Linked DNA regions of Mus musculus: region 1 is linked to region 2. The links are chromatin contacts, called in public promoter capture Hi-C maps. All regions are on one chromosome and are shown on one strand. Each heading gives the region's core, a stretch centred on a gene start, on an enhancer-like site or on the middle of the called end of the contact. The rest is flanking DNA. Distances are from core to core; before and after follow the strand shown. Region 1 holds the start of Sapcd1 (suppressor APC domain containing 1). Region 2 holds the start of H2-Aa (histocompatibility 2, class II antigen A, alpha).

Region 1 (3,581 bases), core at 466-2,965, 740 kb before region 2:
GTCGCCAGTGCCAGCCACGCCTCCCACACAGCGGCCCAGGCTGGGCTTCCTGACCCACTCATTGCTCGTGGCAAAGAGGTAATGAGCACCACCCCACCTCGGGCCCCCTCAAGTACACTGCTCCTCTTGCTAAGTTTAAGATTGACTTATCTTATGCATATGAGTGTTTTCCTTGAATTTATATAAATACACCACATGTGCCTGGTGTCTGTGGAGGTCAGAAAATGACATCAATCTCAGGACACTGGAGTTACAGATGGTTTGTGAGCTGCCAGTGGGTGCTGGGAATTGAACCCAGGTTCTCTGAGAGAGCAGTCAGTGCTCTTAGCTGCTGAGGCATCTCTGCACCCTCTTTCCTGTTCCTCTTGAAACTCTGGACTTGTAGGCCCACAGGACTTCTGACCCTCATTTCCCCTCTTCCCTAACGTCCTCACCCCATCCTCCCTGTGCCTCTGTGCTAGGTCTCAGACTTGATCCGCAGTGGGAAACCCATCAAGGCCACGAATGAGCTTCTGAGGAGGAACCAAATGGAAAAGTGAGTGGGGCCTGCCATGCTCCCCACAGCTCCTGTGTTCTCCCTCACCTGGCCCCAGCCATCTTTCTGCAGCCCCGTGCTCTCTTCCTCCTCCTCCTCCTCCTCCTTCTCCTCACCAAGTCAGGTGTGGCACGGGCACGTGCCTGTAAGCCTGGTGTTCAAGGCCAGCCTGAGCTACATAGCAAGACCTTGTCAGAAAACGACAAACAAAACCAACTCAGTATCCATGGCTGCTTTTGAAACGCTTGGCTCTCCAAGGCTGCAGTTTCCCGCACAGACCCTCCCCTCTGTCTGCATAGGGAGTTGGCGACCCAGCAGCCACACTGTTCTGTCTCTCCTGCAGCTGCCAGGCACTGGTGGATACGTTTCTAAAACTGGACTTGGAGGATCCCACCCTGGACCTGGACATTTTCATTAGTCAGGAAGTGCTGCCCGCTGCTCCCACCATCCTCTGAGAGTCCTCCCTCGCCTCCCAGCTACCTGAGCCCCGGGGCCTACCATGCCTTTTCGGGTTTTTTTTTTTCCCTTACTGCAGAGTTCTCAGTTTGCACATTGTGTCTTGTGCTAGGAATAAAGCTTATTTTAGATCAAGGTGTTTCCTTAGGTCACCCAACAGGACATCAGCTGGGACAGGGGGAAGTCACTCAAATATAGTGACAGTTGGGCTGGGCAGATGCTCAGTGATTAGAGGCACTGACTGCTCTTGCAGAGAAAGTGGCTTTGGTTCCAAGAACCACATGGTGGGTCACATCTGTGTGTCACTCCAGTTCCAAGGGATCTTACACCCTCTTCTAGTCTCAGGGGCTCTGGGACACATGGAATACACATAAGCTCATGGACACACACATACACATAAACTAACAAGTAGATAATTACATTTAGTCAGGAATGGTGGTATAAATAAATAAATGCAGGTACGATGGTGCAGACCTTTAATTCTACCACTGGGAAGACAAAGGCAGGTGGAGCTCTGAGTTTGAGGCCAGCCTGGTCTATATAGTGAGTTCCAGGCTAGCTAGGCTACACAGGGAGACCCTGACTCTAAATAAAACTTTAAATAAATTTAGATTCTGTCCTTGGGACTCAATGAGGACAAGCTACTTCCAACAGACTATACAAAACAAAAACCACAAAAACAAAAATGAAGGTTGACACACAGTTTAAGGGAAGCTATCTGTTGCCTTAAGAATTATCCTGGCCTCACAGGCTGAAAGACAAGGCAGGATGGGTAGAAGATGGGTTGGGGAGGGACCAGCCCCGGCTCCGCCCTTCCTACTTTAGAGCCATGGAGAGCCCAGGTCCTGGTGGGCCACCCCTGGTGCAAGCGCCCTACACTGTTCTGCTGCTACCACTGGGGACAAGCCGCCAAGACCCAGGAGCCCAGAACTTCTTCCTCTGGGTGAGTGCGAGACCAACTCAGTCTTGGGACATCCCCTCCCATGATGTACCCTGCATATATTTCCTCTCAACTGAGGACCCACAGACTTTCCCTCTGTATTCCTTTGTTATTCAAATCCTTAGTGATCAGATAGTGAGCCCTTTAGAGGAGATTGCCATACCTAGGGTCCTGCTGGGAGTGAGTCGTTTTGGCCTGTGTCTCCTCTAAGCCAGCTGCAGATGATGCAGGCTCTGGAGAGGGAACAAGATGCTCTGTGGCAGGGCCTGGAGCTGCTGGAGCATGGCCAGGCCTGGTTCGCAGACCGGCTGAGGGAGACCCAGCAACGGCAGCTGCAGCTGGGGGCCCTTGGCGAGGTAGGGGGCAGCCATCTGTGCACGGGCTGGGGAGGGAGAAGCAGGGAGCACGTGGACCTCAAAGGCTGCTCTGGGAAGGGGAGGGTTAACGGGCAGGGCACATGAACTGGAATAGCATTGGAAATGACAGGACAGCCACCAGTGTTCATTGTGCTGGAAGAAGTGGTCTGCATTCCATTCAGAGGGACTCCATCTGAGCACCCCACAGAGAATCAGAGAGTGGCCTGGGTGTCTCTCACTGGGCGGGGGGGGGGGGGGGGGGAGAAGACCCATAAGGAACAGGAGTGGGGGTGGGGTTCCAGGGTGGGGGTGGGGTTCCAGGTAGTTTGAAAGGAACTGACTGCAATTTTAAGAGATGGAGGTGGAGTGGTGGCCCACGCCTTTAATCCCGGCACTTGGGAGGCAGAGGCAGGCAGATTTCTGAGTTCGAGGCCAGCCTGGTCTACAGAGTGAGTTCCAGGACAGCCAGGGCTACAGAGAAACCCTGTCTCCAAAAACCAAAAAAAAAAAAAGATGGAGGTGGAGAGAGAGGGCTGGCCTTTCCATCTGTCTGGAAGGGTTCTGGGAGAAGGGAATCTGATGAGAAGAGTGGCCCGTGGTGAGGAAGTGGCAGGAGGACCTGTCTCCAGCACTCGGTCACCCTCCAACCCTGCCTAGGACTTTCTGATGGACTTGCATTCAGAGACTGATGCCCCTCTGCTAACCCGGATTCAAAAGGTGAATGCTTGTCTGCACAGTCTGATTCACAAGGTGAGTTTATTAGTTTTAATTTCTAGACTTCGGGGACGGACGGGGCTTTTGGAGTCGTACTGATTTAGCCTCGTCCATATGCACTGGCTGACTCCCACACAGTCCAGGACCAGGAGGGAATGTCAGGGCAAGAGAACTTCTGGTGGCAATGGGTGAACTGACAGGGGTTGAGCCCTGGCTGACAAACCCACAGGGTGGGGGACGGTGCAGGGCAGGGCGGATTCTCTCTCTTTTAGGAGTTGTCAAAGCATCGGAAAGGAGTCACCCAGTCCACGGGAGAGGTGGTCAGCCAGGCTCCCCCAGGGCCAAAGGGGCCTACCCTTGTGTAGACAGGAGACCCTCCCCTCCCTGCACTGGTGAGTAAGGGGTGGGGTTGGAGTCAGAATACTCCTGCCCCTCCCCACCCCGATTTCATCTTAACTCAGCAGCCAGGGGGCTCCAGGCTGAGAAATTCAGACAGCTTGGTACAAAGTGTCCACAGCTCCTTCTCCATGCCCCTTGCCCTCGCTCTCCCCTTCATCGTGCACAACAACCGTCTTTCCCC
Region 2 (3,695 bases), core at 158-2,657:
CCTTCCTCAGACAAGCCTCCTCTTGCTATTAAGGCTTCCCAGCTGTGGACAACTCAGCCTGATTGTCCAGGATCATCTCTCTTACTTAACATCATCTGGTTACAGATTTAATCACATCCACAAAATACCTCCACAGATACCTGGGTATTTGGCTGAATAGCAGGGCACTATAACCTAAACACTCAAAACTGGTCACTACTACTATCTAAAGGGAATTTTCCCTTATTCCACTAACAAATGGGTGCACGTAGAGAAACTCCGTGATTACCTTAATATGTTTGCCTAGAAGGAGGCAAAAGCTGCACCCAGCATCTACTTCATTGTGTCCAGGCAGATGCTGGGGTGTCCTGTCCCACCCCTCTGTGGTCCCCTTTGAAGTGCAAGGGCTTGCACACTCATCTCAGGAGGACAGAAGAGCTGGTCTCAAATGTCCAGGAGCTTGTGTTCTCCACAGAATGCAGAAAACTCAGTCTTCTATAAGCAAGAGAACCCACAATGGTTGCTGAGACTTAAGCCTCAGACTCCCACACTTTTCTGAAATGTCACATAAGGGGGCAGCAAATTTGGAAAATCCAGTAGTTTGTGAAAGAAAGATACTTTTCTAAGTTAGAAAAAAATCCTTTCTACCTGACACTAAATATAAAAATTAAAAAATATTTTAAGAATAACTGAGCTACCCATAACTTTCTTGTGTGTGTTCAGTGTCCCTAAATTTCCTTTAGAATACAAAGATTGCTCAAAAGGAGAGGTGAAATCTGGATAAAGCACTGTGCACTCCTCTAGGTGCCAGATAGGTCCTCACAGCTCTGTGTTCCATCTGGTAACACCAGGGCTACTGCCCAGAGCAAAGAACCTCACCAACCGGGTTTACACAAGCAGAAAGAGCAAAGCCATTGACTGACCACAGTCTGTGGGGACACCTTGGGTAGGTGGATCATCTCACAATTTGGAGTACTCTGCACACACTATGGGAAGAAATAAAGAAAAACCAGCTAACTCATGATGCATGCAAGCAAGAGAAAGTAACTGGGTGTCGAAGTTGGAGGGGCACCAGGAAAGAAATAAATTCGGGGGGGGGAGGCTTTCTGAACAGTGCAGCCCAGACAGTTATGAAGAACAATATTATTGTGGGTGAGTTCGCCTGTCCATGTTCAGAAATCCCCTCCTCTCTTGCCATCTGTGCACATAAGCACAAGAGAAAGAGTCTGACTTAGAACCCACTTCTTCCCAGGCACTCTCTCGGGTCTACTCTGAGTAGAGCCTGCAGCAGGTTCAGGGAGTTCCCCTAGCCTCTTCCAGGCCTCCTAATACAAAGTCTGCAGCTGGCAACTTTGACGTCATCACAAGAGAATTTTCTGATTGGTTCTGGCGAGTTTGGTTTGGGTGTGTGATCTCCTTGGCTGGATCCTCACAATCTCTTGAAGACTCAGGAGAGCAGCTTCAGAGACCTCCCAGAGACCAGGATGCCGCGCAGCAGAGCTCTGATTCTGGGGGTCCTCGCCCTGACCACCATGCTCAGCCTCTGTGGAGGTGAAGACGACATTGAGGGTGAGTTGTGCAGCTGAGGGATGCCTGGAGCCGGGCAATGGGAAACCCACAGAAGAGGGAGATACAAATTCTCAATATGAAGAGGTCTAACAACTGTGTGATCCATTCTTCAGGAGGCTCTGGTTGGTCAGCTCACAATCCACCAAACCATGATTCTACTAGTGGGCCCAGTGAGGGAAGGAAGAAATTGGGAATTGGGAGTGTTTCCCACGAATAAATGATTTTCATTACTGAAAATCTAATTTCCATAATTACTATGACTCTAAAATTTCTGTGAGTTTCTGAAGCCTTTGTACCTGTAGTGTACTCTGAGGAAAACCTTTCCGTGAATCATGTTCACAAATATACAGCAAATGCTTCCCTTGTGTGGTGGTTTCCACACACCTTTTTCAAGCTAGGAGCTGGCCCTGGTGGGAAGTGAGAGAAGGAGGTCACTATTTTACCCGACGATCTTAGTGGTTTTGGATTTCCTCACGTGTCAACTCACAAGTGACAAGTCAAATAAATATGTAGATGTGCTTTAAAAATAGTGAAGGCAACGCTGGGTGGGCCTGGCAGTGCTTGGCAGTAACTACGGTGCTAAGGTGCCCAAGCAGGAGGATTGTGAGTTCAAGGATAGCCTGATCCCCTAGTGAGATCATGTCTCAAGAATGTATCCATTCATTAGTAAATGCTTTAAATGCCATCTTCCTCTTTCTTTCCATTATAGATACCATTGAACATTTTTGTAACAAAGTAAGGAATGTGAGCTGCCTGTTCTATAGGCCATTTATACCCCATGAAGTTCTGTAACAACCCAGGCAAGCACAAGCTACAGGAGCCTGTGGCCTTCCTCCTGAGCTGCCCACCTCCCTCCACACTCTGCCGACATTCCATGTCCTCTGTCATATCTCTCCTTAACTCCACGCTGTTTTACAGGCGTGAATAGGAGCTTGTGTAAAATAGCAGTTGAAAAGTCAAATGTCTGAAACAGGAAGTGAAAGGGGTTGAGCGTCCTTGCAAAGAGTGGCTGCTCTCTTTCCAGCTTTGGCAGGAGATGGAAGTCTCACCTATCCCTCATGGAGGGTGGGTGGGGGTGGTGGCTTCTTTGTCCCCAATTTCTTCAGTGTCACACTAGGGCACCTTAATCTGGTGTGAGCGGGCACAGTGGGCACAGTTCTGAGGAACATATAACTGAAGGGCTACATGAAAATATCCCTACTTCTTTTTAATTTAGAAAAAAGTGAAAGTTTCAAGATCTAAGAAAATGCTTTGACTTTAATTTAGCCTGTGTTACATTTTCTTATATATAGAATATGACCTTCAATATTTTCATCTAGGAAGAGCCCAAAAGCTAAGTGCATGGGACATACCGGTCCCAATGCAGCCCAGGTCATCCCTGACAGTGACTTTCACAAGGTTCTGCAGCCTTCCCATCATCCCCAAAGTCTCCACGGGCCTCAAAATTAGCAATCACCACTCAATACTCGCTCTGTAAAGCATTTGCTCAGCTAACAAGTCAGTGCTGAAGTATATAAAGCCTGCTGCCTGCCCCCAGGGAGTGGGTAGACTAGTGAGGGAAACAGATCAAGGTCAGGAAGGAGAAAAGCCATTGTGTGGAGAGTGGACACAGCTGAGGGCAAAACTGTACCAGCAGGGGGCAGCGTGCAGTCCTCAGCAACACCTGAGGCCCAGGACAAGCACCTGCAGAAGTGAACGATGTGTACATCCACAGTGGGAAAAGAAGTCGAGAAGGTCTATTGATAATGAGTAAGGGAGCTTTGATGGAGAGGTGTGGCATGTTATTGACTGATAATACCAACCAAGGTGGCCACACTGGGAAAGGACAGGCCAGAGGAGCAGTCAAATGTGAATAGACAGACAGACAGGGATAGATAGACAGAGAGGCTGGGGGTCATAGTGCAGTTGGAAGCCTATTAATTAAAACTGAGCAGAAACCTTCAGAGTAGAGGAGGTTTCAGCAAACTGAAAAACAACAGCCCCAACAACAACAGCCTTCATTTCTGTGAGAAAAGGAGACTCCTGCCATCCACAGGGCCATGAGAGAATAGGGTAGTTAGTTTTGTTTGACAGTCACTGTGCAGAACGCCAGGCTGTAACTTGCCCACCGCCACTCACAGCTCCTTACATGCACTCTGTCTGTTGAC

What was found. Promoter capture Hi-C pulls out the DNA fragments that hold promoters and counts their contacts.
Region 1: a contact with region 2 is called in a promoter capture Hi-C map of neutrophils, with 2.8 times the contacts expected there. The contact joins the promoter of Sapcd1 here to the promoter of H2-Aa in region 2. A contact is called at or near these places in 1 of 39 promoter capture datasets (neutrophils) and 1 of 115 datasets of contacts at active chromatin or transcription factors (bone marrow-derived macrophages).

Annotation. Positions count from the first base shown.
Region 1 is chr17:35,026,150-35,029,730 of GRCm38.p6, reverse strand. Sapcd1 (suppressor APC domain containing 1) reads left to right here and starts at 1,715. Exons shown (of 4, transcript NM_023893.4): 1 at 1,715-1,934; 2 at 2,147-2,287; 3 at 2,945-3,037; 4 at 3,274-3,581. The coding sequence starts at 1,821. The coding sequence ends at 3,366. Msh5 (mutS homolog 5) reads left to right here. Exons shown (of 25, transcript NM_001146215.2): 23 at 1-78; 24 at 462-535; 25 at 879-1,126. The coding sequence ends at 990. It overlaps Gm52318 (a long non-coding RNA gene), which reads right to left and starts at 2,183. Exons shown (of 2, transcript XR_003952415.1): 1 at 2,095-2,183. It overlaps Vwa7 (von Willebrand factor A domain containing 7), which reads right to left. Exons shown (of 17, transcript NM_138582.1): 17 at 2,990-3,581.
Region 2 is chr17:34,285,535-34,289,229 of GRCm38.p6, reverse strand. It overlaps H2-Aa (histocompatibility 2, class II antigen A, alpha), which reads left to right and starts at 1,407. Exons shown (of 5, transcript NM_010378.3): 1 at 1,407-1,548. The coding sequence starts at 1,464.